2 separate regions of the Hordeum vulgare genome follow, and region 2 is linked to region 1. Evidence: chromatin contacts called from public Hi-C data. All regions are on one chromosome and are shown on one strand. The core of a region is the stretch at or near the end of the contact, and the rest is flanking DNA. Distances in the headings are between cores, read along the strand shown. Region 1 holds the start of LOC123443029. Region 2 holds the start of LOC123443032 (cylicin-1).

Evidence for each region. A called contact is a pair of places that touch in the nucleus more often than the background predicts.
Region 2: a contact with region 1 is called in a Hi-C map of seedling, with 3 times the contacts expected there. The contact joins the promoter of LOC123443032 here to the promoter of LOC123443029 in region 1. A contact is called at or near these places in 2 of 6 Hi-C or Micro-C datasets (leaf and seedling).

Annotation. Positions count from the first base shown.
Region 1 is chr3H:74,915,245-74,920,057 of MorexV3_pseudomolecules_assembly, reverse strand. It overlaps LOC123443029, which reads left to right and starts at 2,379. Exons shown (of 1, transcript XM_045119251.1): 1 at 2,379-4,813. The coding sequence starts at 4,535. The region is part of intron 2 of LOC123443030; the gene reads right to left.
Region 2 is chr3H:75,158,800-75,163,838 of MorexV3_pseudomolecules_assembly, reverse strand. It overlaps LOC123443032 (cylicin-1), which reads right to left and starts at 3,597. Exons shown (of 12, transcript XM_045119256.1): 1 at 3,493-3,597; 2 at 196-1,594; 3 at 1-4. The coding sequence starts at 1,505.

The sequences.
Region 1 (4,813 bases), core at 1,130-3,629:
ACACACATCGCAAGTGGGTCATTCCCGCTCACATAACGGATGACTATGCTCCCAAGAAAACCCCATCATCCTCCACATCCACTCGCCGCACTGCTGCACGGGCCGCCACCCCCTCATCTAGCTCCGCTCCTCTCGATCGCATTGCCAAATTCCTTGGCAAGGCACATTCTGCTTTGATGAAGGCCTTCTCTTTCCAGTGTGGTCAAACCCATGATGTGGTTTCTCGCTTAGTCTCCTCCAAGAATGTCCTCAAGGCTCGTCTGAGAGCCTCGGGCGCTCTTGATGTGAGTGATGATGAGGCCCCTCCTGCTGCTCCTCCTACTGATTTTGGCTTCCCATCTGGTCCTGAGTGGTCTGATTTCTTTGACGAGGCTGGTGGCAGTGGCTTGCCTGATGATGCTGATGATGATGGTGATGAGCTCTGAGCGTGTTTGATGCTGTTGATGTCTTCCTTTTTGGTACTTGGTGCCAAAGGGGGAGTAATGTATCGTAGTCTTTAGTCTTTGGAGATTTAATGTAATGGATAAACTCATGTATGGCTACTTATGAATGATTGTGATTTGTTATGGATTGCTATGATATCATCATAGACTATTATGTTTTGCTCCACTACTTCTATGATGATCTATTATCTTTACATGTTGATCCATTGGAGCTTCGATTTTTGTTATCATGCATATACTAAGGGGGAGCTCCGTACTAAATATATCCTAGACTATAATGTATGTTAAATCCTTTTGAGACCTATGTATATGTTGTCATCAACTACCAAAAAGGGGGAGACTGAAAGTGCATGCTATGCCCCTAATCGTCTTTTGGTGTTAATGACAACACATACATAGGAAACTAATCCTATTTGTTGAGGGTATCTCAGGATGGCAAGTACTTTAGTAGATTGAGAATTATGTGCCAAAGGTTGTCTGAGAAGATTGAGGATTTATATTTCGAGAAGGCTCGGGATTAAGAAAAGATGATGTAGACTAGTCCTTTGAGTTTACTGATATTGAGTATAGGGATCCCGCACTATTAAGAGGAGATCACAGGTTTTTGTGATGAACTTGCCCATACCACATCTTTACTGTCATACCCAATCCCACATATTCTCCACTCTGTTCTTATATCAATACAGGTCTATTGCCTCGGACATCCGGCTCCCTCCGGACGTCCGGCTGGCTTCGGAAATCCGCAGCCCTTCACCAGAAGTTTGTGAGACATATAACTCGGAAATCCGGCTCCCTCCGGACATCCGAGAGCCGGAAGTCCGACCAGCCCCGGAAATCCGGAGCCCTGCACCAGTAGAAGTTGAGTTCTATAACTCGGATTTCCGGCTCCCTCCGGACGTCCGAGGGCCGGACGTCCGAACCCTTCGGAAATCCGAAACCTACCACCAGAAGAAGTTGAGTTCTATAACTCGGATTTCCGGCTCCCTCCGGACGTCCGAGGGCCGGACGTCCGTTCCTCTTCGGAAATCCGGAACCACCCACCAGTAGCAGTTGAGTCGAATAACCCGGAATTCCGATCCTCTCCGGACGTCCGGTCACTGTTCAATACACAATATTTTCAGTCATATCTATAGGCCTCGGACGACCGACCCCTGTCGGACGTCCGACCCCTCGCGGACGCCCGGACGTCCGGCAACTGTCGGACGTCCGGACCCTGTGTGACTTAAAGTGCCCCCAACGGCTGGATTTCACTCCCCACTATATATACTCTTCTCCCACCTCGGGAAAGGGTGTTCAACACAGCTAGAATACACCCAAGAACACCTTTCCTCTCACTCACTCTTGTCTACACCAAATCCTAGATCCCAAGAGAATTTGTGAGTTCCTTTGAGTGTTGTTCCAATCAAAAGATAGATCGTCTCCCTCTCCTCCTTCCCACCAAAGTGATTTGTGATTTGAGCAAGTTTTGAGCAATCCCTGTGATCTTGTTACTCTTGGAGGTTGGAGACTCCTAGGCGGTAGGAGTCTTCGGAGAGGAATCAATCCATTGTGATATCCCCCGGAAAGTTTGTGAAGGTTTGGAAGCCACCTCAAGGCTTACCACTAGTGGTTGAGAAACGCCTTCGTGGAGTTATCTCAAAGGGAGAATAGGGTGAGCCTTCGTGGCATTGGTGTGCCTTCGTGGTAACATCCGCCCCTCTAACGGTGACGTAGCTTCCCTCCAAGGAAGTGAACATCGGGATACATCCTTGTCTCTCTTGGAGTTTCGGTTATTCCTAACCCTAACTCTCTACTTGTGTTAATCCTTATTACGTACTTGTATTTGATTATTGTTTACCGCTTGTCTTACTTCACTCTAAATAGCTTACTCCATGTCATAGCAATTATTAGGCTTACACTAATATTCCGCACTTTTGCCTAAAATTGCTAAGTAATTATTAAAATTTGGATTTGTACCTATTCACCCCCCCCCCCCCTCTAGGTCCATCTTGATCCTTTTCAGCGCTGTCGATGAAGGTGGCGGCGGGGCCTTCGTTGCTCTGCCTCTTCTGCAGGGGGCTGCGTGCTCCGGGACGGCGGCCCTGTTCAGAGTGGCGTGATCGGCCCTAGGTAGGCGATGGCGCGGGCATCAGCCGACGACCTCGGCCATGTGGACGGCAAGCGAACCGAAGGACGTGAGCCTTGGTGCACCGGTAGCCTTCGTTGTTGGTGGCACCAGATCTGACTGTCCCTGCCTCCTATGTTGTCGGGCGAGCCCTGCCCCGGTCGGATCCGGTCTGCTCTGTCGTGGGGCGCCGGTTCTCGCGTCGTTGGGATGTGGGTAGTGGGGAAGTGAAGACCGCGAGAAATCCCAGCTGACCTCGTCGGTCACGGCGGTGGTGACGCCCGAGGGCGCCGCTCCCCTCCTTGGAGGCGTCGTTCTGGTCTGTTCCTCTACCCTCCCTCCTTGCCTCCCCGGAAAAATCTTCAACACAGTTTGGACGGCGGCGGCGCCTTCGACGTCGCGTCCTTCCTGAAGCGCCATTTTTGGGAGCTTGGTGGGCATGGGGATGCTCGGCAATGTGCTTTGTGTGCAGCGGCGGCGGTAGCTTATCTCCCACGATGATGGCGACTTCCTAAGTGACCCCTCACTTTTTAAGAGCTCTGCGGGCTGCTGTGAGGTGTCCTGCAAGGACTGTGGATTCTCCACGCACGAGGGGATCGGGTTCCCCTCCTATGGAGACCCTTCTCAGCGTCGCGCGAGTGCATTAGCCCCTCTTTCGGTGACTGCACTTTGGTACTCTTCGTCCTCCGAGAGATCTAGCTGTTGCTCGTCTTTGTCCGTTTCGGCATCTCTTCCTTTTCCGTGACCGGGCCGTGGGATTTGGCGATGCTCTGCTCTTGGTGATATGTACGTTGCTTGTTGGGTGTGCTACGTTTCTTTCCAGCTGCAGCCTGCCGGTGACTACCTCCCATGTTCTATGGAGAACTTCTTCTCTTGTCAACGGTGCGACGACTTTCAAGCCAAACGAGGAGGCAAGGGCCTTCTTTGACATTGGAGCTGGGCGGATGTGTCGTGTCGGGGCTTTCAGTGTTTAGACGACGGCGTGCTCTACCTTGTCATTGAACGTGTTGATCCAGAGCTGACATTCTCCTTCCTTGTTGTTCTGCTCGCGCTGAGGACCTCTTCATCTCCGAGCTATGCTTCTCCGTGTCTATCCTTTTTAGCTTGGTGTGTCTGAGGCTTGTGAACTGCTTACCAGCGCCTTCCTTCTCAAAAAAAAACACCAACCTCACGCACCTTAACCAGCTAACCTCCCACTCGCTTAATGCTATCTTAGGATTATTTATCAGATTTGTAATGATGATTATACTAAATTATACTATTTGGAGTGTACCTTTTATAAATATTTGAATGGTTTTATTGATGTTATATTGTCTAGGTCTGCCACTAATCATCTACCCGCCTGCAAACATCTACTAGTAGGGTAAGATATTTTAAGAACTGGGCTCAGTGTAGTGCATATTGCGGGTGTGGTATTGGATGATTTACAGAAATTATCCCCTCAACATTGCTTTAATTTGGATCTAACAGATTTCTGGTTTGCCGCCCGGTCTAAAAATCTACTGTACGTCCCAGTATAGATACAAAGAGAGGAGAATCGATCACGTTACCAGGGACTGCAAGAACGTATTCACAATACTCAGAGAATGATATCGGAGCAGCTCTAATACCACCGTTGGGATGGGGATATAATATTGGCCACCATAGAAGATTGTCAAGTTCAAACAGCTACTGGAGTAGATGCAAAGCTGCACTGGTCTGCGCCACACTGCTTCGTTGACTTGATCAAGTGCAGCAGCATACTCCGTACTGTATTTGTTAACTCTCACGTCCTGACGTAAGCTGTGACGCCGTTCCTGAGTGAGACCAGTTTTGAGCAATTTCCTTCAACATTCCCTTCAGACAGAGTCATAGGCAGCGCACGCGCGGCGCATTCAGTTCTGAGCCTATAAAATCCAGTGCAGCCCCTCCTGGATCGATCACAGAGTCGGAGAACGAGCTCGGCCATCTCCATAGCCAGCCAGCCAGTCGGCAAGCAGATAGCGCAATGCCGCCGCCGTCGCCCGTGCGCGTGGTGTCGTCGCGCACGGTGAAGCCGCCGGCTCGGCCGCGCGAGCGCATCCCGTTCGCCTCGTGGGACGTCTCCATGATAAACGCCAACTACATCCAGAAGGGCCTCCTGTTCCCCGCTCCCCCGCCGCCCTTCTCCACCGGCGCCGCCGTCACCAGCCACCTCGCGGACGCCCTCGCCCAAGCGCTCGGCGGCGGCTACCACCCCGTCGCCGGCCGCTTCGTCACCGACCGCCACCGCGATCACAGCGGGGCC
Region 2 (5,039 bases), core at 2,348-4,847, 240 kb before region 1:
AGACCTGCAAGAAGAAATAAAAGAGCATAAGATTTTTCAATTGGGTTATCACTTATAGTAATTTTATCACCTAGTAATTCTCAAAGTGCAGATTTCTAGAAATGGAATGTGATTCGTGATAGCTATGCTCATACACACTATTATGCTATTTGAATCAAGTACAAGAAACATGGCAAGATGCAGTGTTAGGCTTACCCTTCACCATCACGCATTTTGGACCGGAACCGAGGTTCTCGTTGAGATGCTTGACCACCTCCCTTTGAACGTGCCATCCTCCTGCGCTGGATACTTCCGAAGGTATCCTTATCTTTCTCTGTATCTCCTTCAGGACCAGTATCATCAGATTCTTTGTCATTATATTTACTCCTTTGGTCATGCCTGTCTCCTGTATCCACATCCTTCTCTCTTCTCTTGTCCTTGGAGTTATCATGAGATTTCCATGTGTCATCTTTAAGTGTCTTCATTTCAGCAGCTGTACTCTCATGTTCAGCGGGTTTAACAGCTCCATCGGAAGCTGCTTTTTCCAGCATTGCAGTCTCCTTGTTAACTGCTATTAATGAATCCTTCTTGGAAGAATCCTTCTCACGGTCATTGATTTCCTTGTCCTTCTGAGAATCTTTTCTTTCCCTGTCCCATTTTTCCGCATCCCGATCATCCCTTTGAATGTCTCTTCGTTCAACACTGCCGCCTGCAAGCTGAATACCAATTCTGCGATCATTTCTTTCAGTGTCTCTTGCACCAAAATCTCTATATTTTTCATCTTTCTTTCTCCTGTCCTTGTCTCTGAACTTATCTTCACTTTTAGGTTCTATTTTATTCTCACCAATAGATTCATGTGCATCCTTGGAGTTGCGTTCTTCCACAGGAGTTGGAACCTTGGGAGTTTCATCAGTGCCTTGCAAACCAGGACGGAAACGCCAACCTGCAGTATCATCTGGCTGTTCAATATATCTTTTACCCCTGGTGTCTTTATTATCTTTCCAGGCTAAGTTTGAAGTTCCAGTAGGATGGCTATCCTTATCTGATTTGACAACATCGCCTGTGAAATCACCATGCACCCTTCGCTCAGCTCTTATTTCATTGTCATCTGCTCTGTTGTTTGTCTTTACATCAGTCTCAACTTTATTGCCTTGAAATTCAATCCTGCTATCACCATGGACATCTCGAGCATCAGATTTTGCCTCCCGATCATCAACCTTGGTGTCCCGTGCATCTTTGTTTTGTTTTGATTCTAATCTGCTGTCAGATGGGATTGTGTGGTCTACAAAGTTGGAGGAGGCAACAGGCATCCGATGTGTCAGCGATGGTCTCTTGTCATCACGCGACTCAACACGCGGTATTTTGGCAAATCTTACATCATGTTCAAAAGAACCATGGAAATCACTACTGCCTGGTTGAATGAGTTTCCCAGAAGGGCTCGGATACACGCTGCTCTCGTCCAAAGGCCGTTTCGCAGGTGTAGAGTGGCTACCCTCCTCATGCAATCTTTTTGGAGCACCACTCATTTTACCTCAAAATGTCAAGGAATCCTTCAATGTGAACCAAGACTAATGCAAATATAGCAGGAAGGTCTCGAAGTCTTCAACACAAGGCGCTGCCAGGAAATATTAGAATCGGTCAGAACATATTAGTTACTTTTTCCTTTTAAAAGCTAGATAGTACAATAAAAAAATTGGATACTTGGGTTGCATGGTTTACAATAAGCTTGGGGTACAGCAAGTCATTTAATGTAATGAAGATGTCCTTTTATGATGGTCTTGACCAAAATGTTTGGGTCCAAACAGATCCGATCATTTCTCGAGACAAAAGAAAGAAACTCTTCCCAGCATGTAAACACTTAATATGAACATCCAGCAAGCCGTGTACCAATCACGATCCAGAGAATCAAACTAATGAATTACAGAATACACAGTATGTTATAGGAAGCAAGTGATAAAAATTTCAAGGAATGGCGTCAGTCTAGGGGACACGTCGGTGGTATGGGATTGTATAAACAGGAACATATTTGTAACAAATTTTTGAACTAAATTCTACTCCCTCCGTCCCATAATATAATAGCTCATTATGGGACAGAGGGAGGAGCTATCATCCAGTTTAGTCATTGTAAAACTGGGACCCATCAGGGCGGACAAAATGACCAGGAACAGGGTACGATTAGCACCAGGGTGGACAAAGCATCTTCTTCCCATTTTTCTCACAGAACAGGACAGCGGCCAGAATGGAATGGAATTAATATGCGAGATTAGAAGTTGCTCAAAAAAAACTAATCTGGATTGCTCACGCTAAATAAAAGGCAAAAAGGATGGCCAGATTGTTCAAGCAAGCTAGGTTCCTCACCAACAAACTAGAGGGGGGGATCTGGATGGTGCACACCCAGAATTTGTGCAGGTTAGTTTGCGATTAAAATTATTACTGGATGAGATGACTAATTTGTCATACCTCCAAAATCTGGTCTAAGATTGCGGACAGAGTGGAGACAGCAGGGGGGAAATGAGCAACAGATGGAAGAAGGAAGAAGCCTGAAACATTTGATTCAAAGTACATCATTTTTATCATGCTAGGCGAGTAATTGCGCCATGAACAAGATATTGTGCAGTTTTATGTCTAATTTCATCTCAACTTGTGTCCTCCAACAACTTCAACTCGATTGCACTGCTGGCACTGAAATACTAGGGCCAGGAACACGGCAGAACTAGCGCCAGAATCAGACATAATATCTTCTTACCTCAAGTAACAGGGCAGCAGACAGAAGCCCAGAACAGGATGGAATTCATAAGCGAGATCTAAAGTGAGATGAGAGGACGTTGAATCCCTAAAATTGACTCTGCCAACCTAGGGCAGGGGGGCAAACGCGCCAAAAGCCATTTCTTTTGGCGTTCACAAAACCCACCCACCGATATAAAATCCATCAACCTAGCGCGCGGTCACAGACCAAGCAAGAACCGTAAGCGGGGCGGACCTAATTGAACCCACAATTACGCGAGATTTAGAAATTGCTGAAAAAACCCTAAAATGACCAGGAACATGGTGGAATTAGCGGCGGCATCGTCTTTCCATTTTTCTCACGGAACAGGACAGCGGCCAGAGCGGAATGGATTCCATATGCGCGGGATTAGAAGCTGCTGGTCAAAAAAAGAAACTAATACGGATTCCTCACGGTAAACGAAAGGCGAAAAACACGGCCCCATTGCTCGAGCAAGCTAGGGTTCCTCGGCAACGAACTACTTGCAGGGGCGGATCTGGACGGTGCGCAGCGCGCCAGAATTTGTGATGGTTAAATCATCACTGGATGAAATGGCCGAAATGTTCATGCCTCCGCAACCGATGTCTAGGATTGAGGAACGGGGCGGAGACGGCGGGGCGGGAAATGAGGCGGAAAGGGAAGAGCGACGCGCGCGGGGTTTGGCCGGGTGATTGACGAGGCGTCGGCGGTGGCGCTCGGGTCAGCTTGCAGGGATAGGGGTGGGGATGTTGGAGGAGGAGGAGACGCACCTGCAGATCGGCCGGTGCCGGCCGCTCTCGGAACGCCGCCGCCGAATTGCCTGCGGCCTGCGGGCGCCGCAAGAGAGAGGGAGGGAGGGAGGGCGAGACGAGAGCGCAGCTGTGCGCGACAGTGTTTGGGCCTTTTTGAGGGGATGAGCGAGCGAGCGAGGAAAAACGCTTCGGGAGGGTGAGGTGAGGTGAGGTCAGGGTCAGCCGCCCACACCGAGCGGCTGCTTTGCCCTAGTCCCCTCGATTCGGTCACGTCCATTCTCATTTTTATTTTAAAAACTAGTTGAATATCCATGCGTTGTCATGGGACAATATAAAGATGCTAGATATTAATGAAATGATAAAAAAATAAACACAGATGCCAAGCAATGCATGCCTCTGGTTTATAAATGTGTCATGTCAAATATTGATATTATTTTCCGGTTTTATCTTTCCACAACAACCAAGCACCACCCACTCTTCCTCTCCATGGAACATTTTCTTCTTTTGCCCTCATCTAGTGAGACAGGTTAGGGTCTTTCTACTACCCATCCCAAGCCACATAACGTACCATGACAAAAAAGAGTAAAAATAAGGTATCTATTGTACTAAATAACATTAAAAACCTGCGAACAAAGCCATTAATAAGTGGTGAAAGCCAAGCAAACATTAAGATCCATAATTTGGTCAAACTTGATAGATGAAATCTACTCTCTCTATTCACAAATATAAGATGTCATAACTTGATAGACCAAATCTACTCATTTCAATCCTTATGTAGGCCGCATTGAAATATTTAAAATATCTTATATATGTGAACAAAGGGAGTATGTTATAACTTGTACAGTATCTTGAGCTACCGCACCGACAACCCACCCCTCGTTGCATGAGAGACATATCTTCCTCTCACGTCAAATGTGTCCCATTCAAACTCCAATGCTTAGTGTACGTATCTTTTGATGATGAGACACAAAATCTGAGACACATCAAAACACCAAATGTAGAGATGACAGAAACAGAATAAGTGAAAAATCCTACAACCACGATAAAATATATTTCAATAAAGAAGTAACTTTTACTTTGTCGAAATAATGGTAATGTTTGTTAGGTTGCCTCAAAACCTCAAAAGCTAGACCACCATTACTTTTTTTAGGTAGTCAAGACACATAATTTTAAAATCAAGTGGTACCTATTAAGTGATGTAAAGTGTTGCAATTGTAACCATTTGGTTGAATCTTTTTTTAGGTAGCCAGGCACATAATAATAAAAAGATGAAGTTCTGTTGAATTTCAATGTCCATGGAACAAACATTGCATTTCTCTTAGTCCAGGGAACAAACATTGCAATTTTAGGTAGGCAGACACATAACCTATTTTAAGGGAACAAACATTGCATTTCTCTTTGTCCAGAATTTAATTATTTGACTCCATTTATCCAGCCCTTACCACATGAAGGGAAAGTAATGCATACAGAAAAGCTAGTAAGTTTAAAAGTAATTTTATGAAAATATCATACCAATGAAAACATATTGTAACGTCGGTATTCATCTTGTACTATTGCTATCTCAA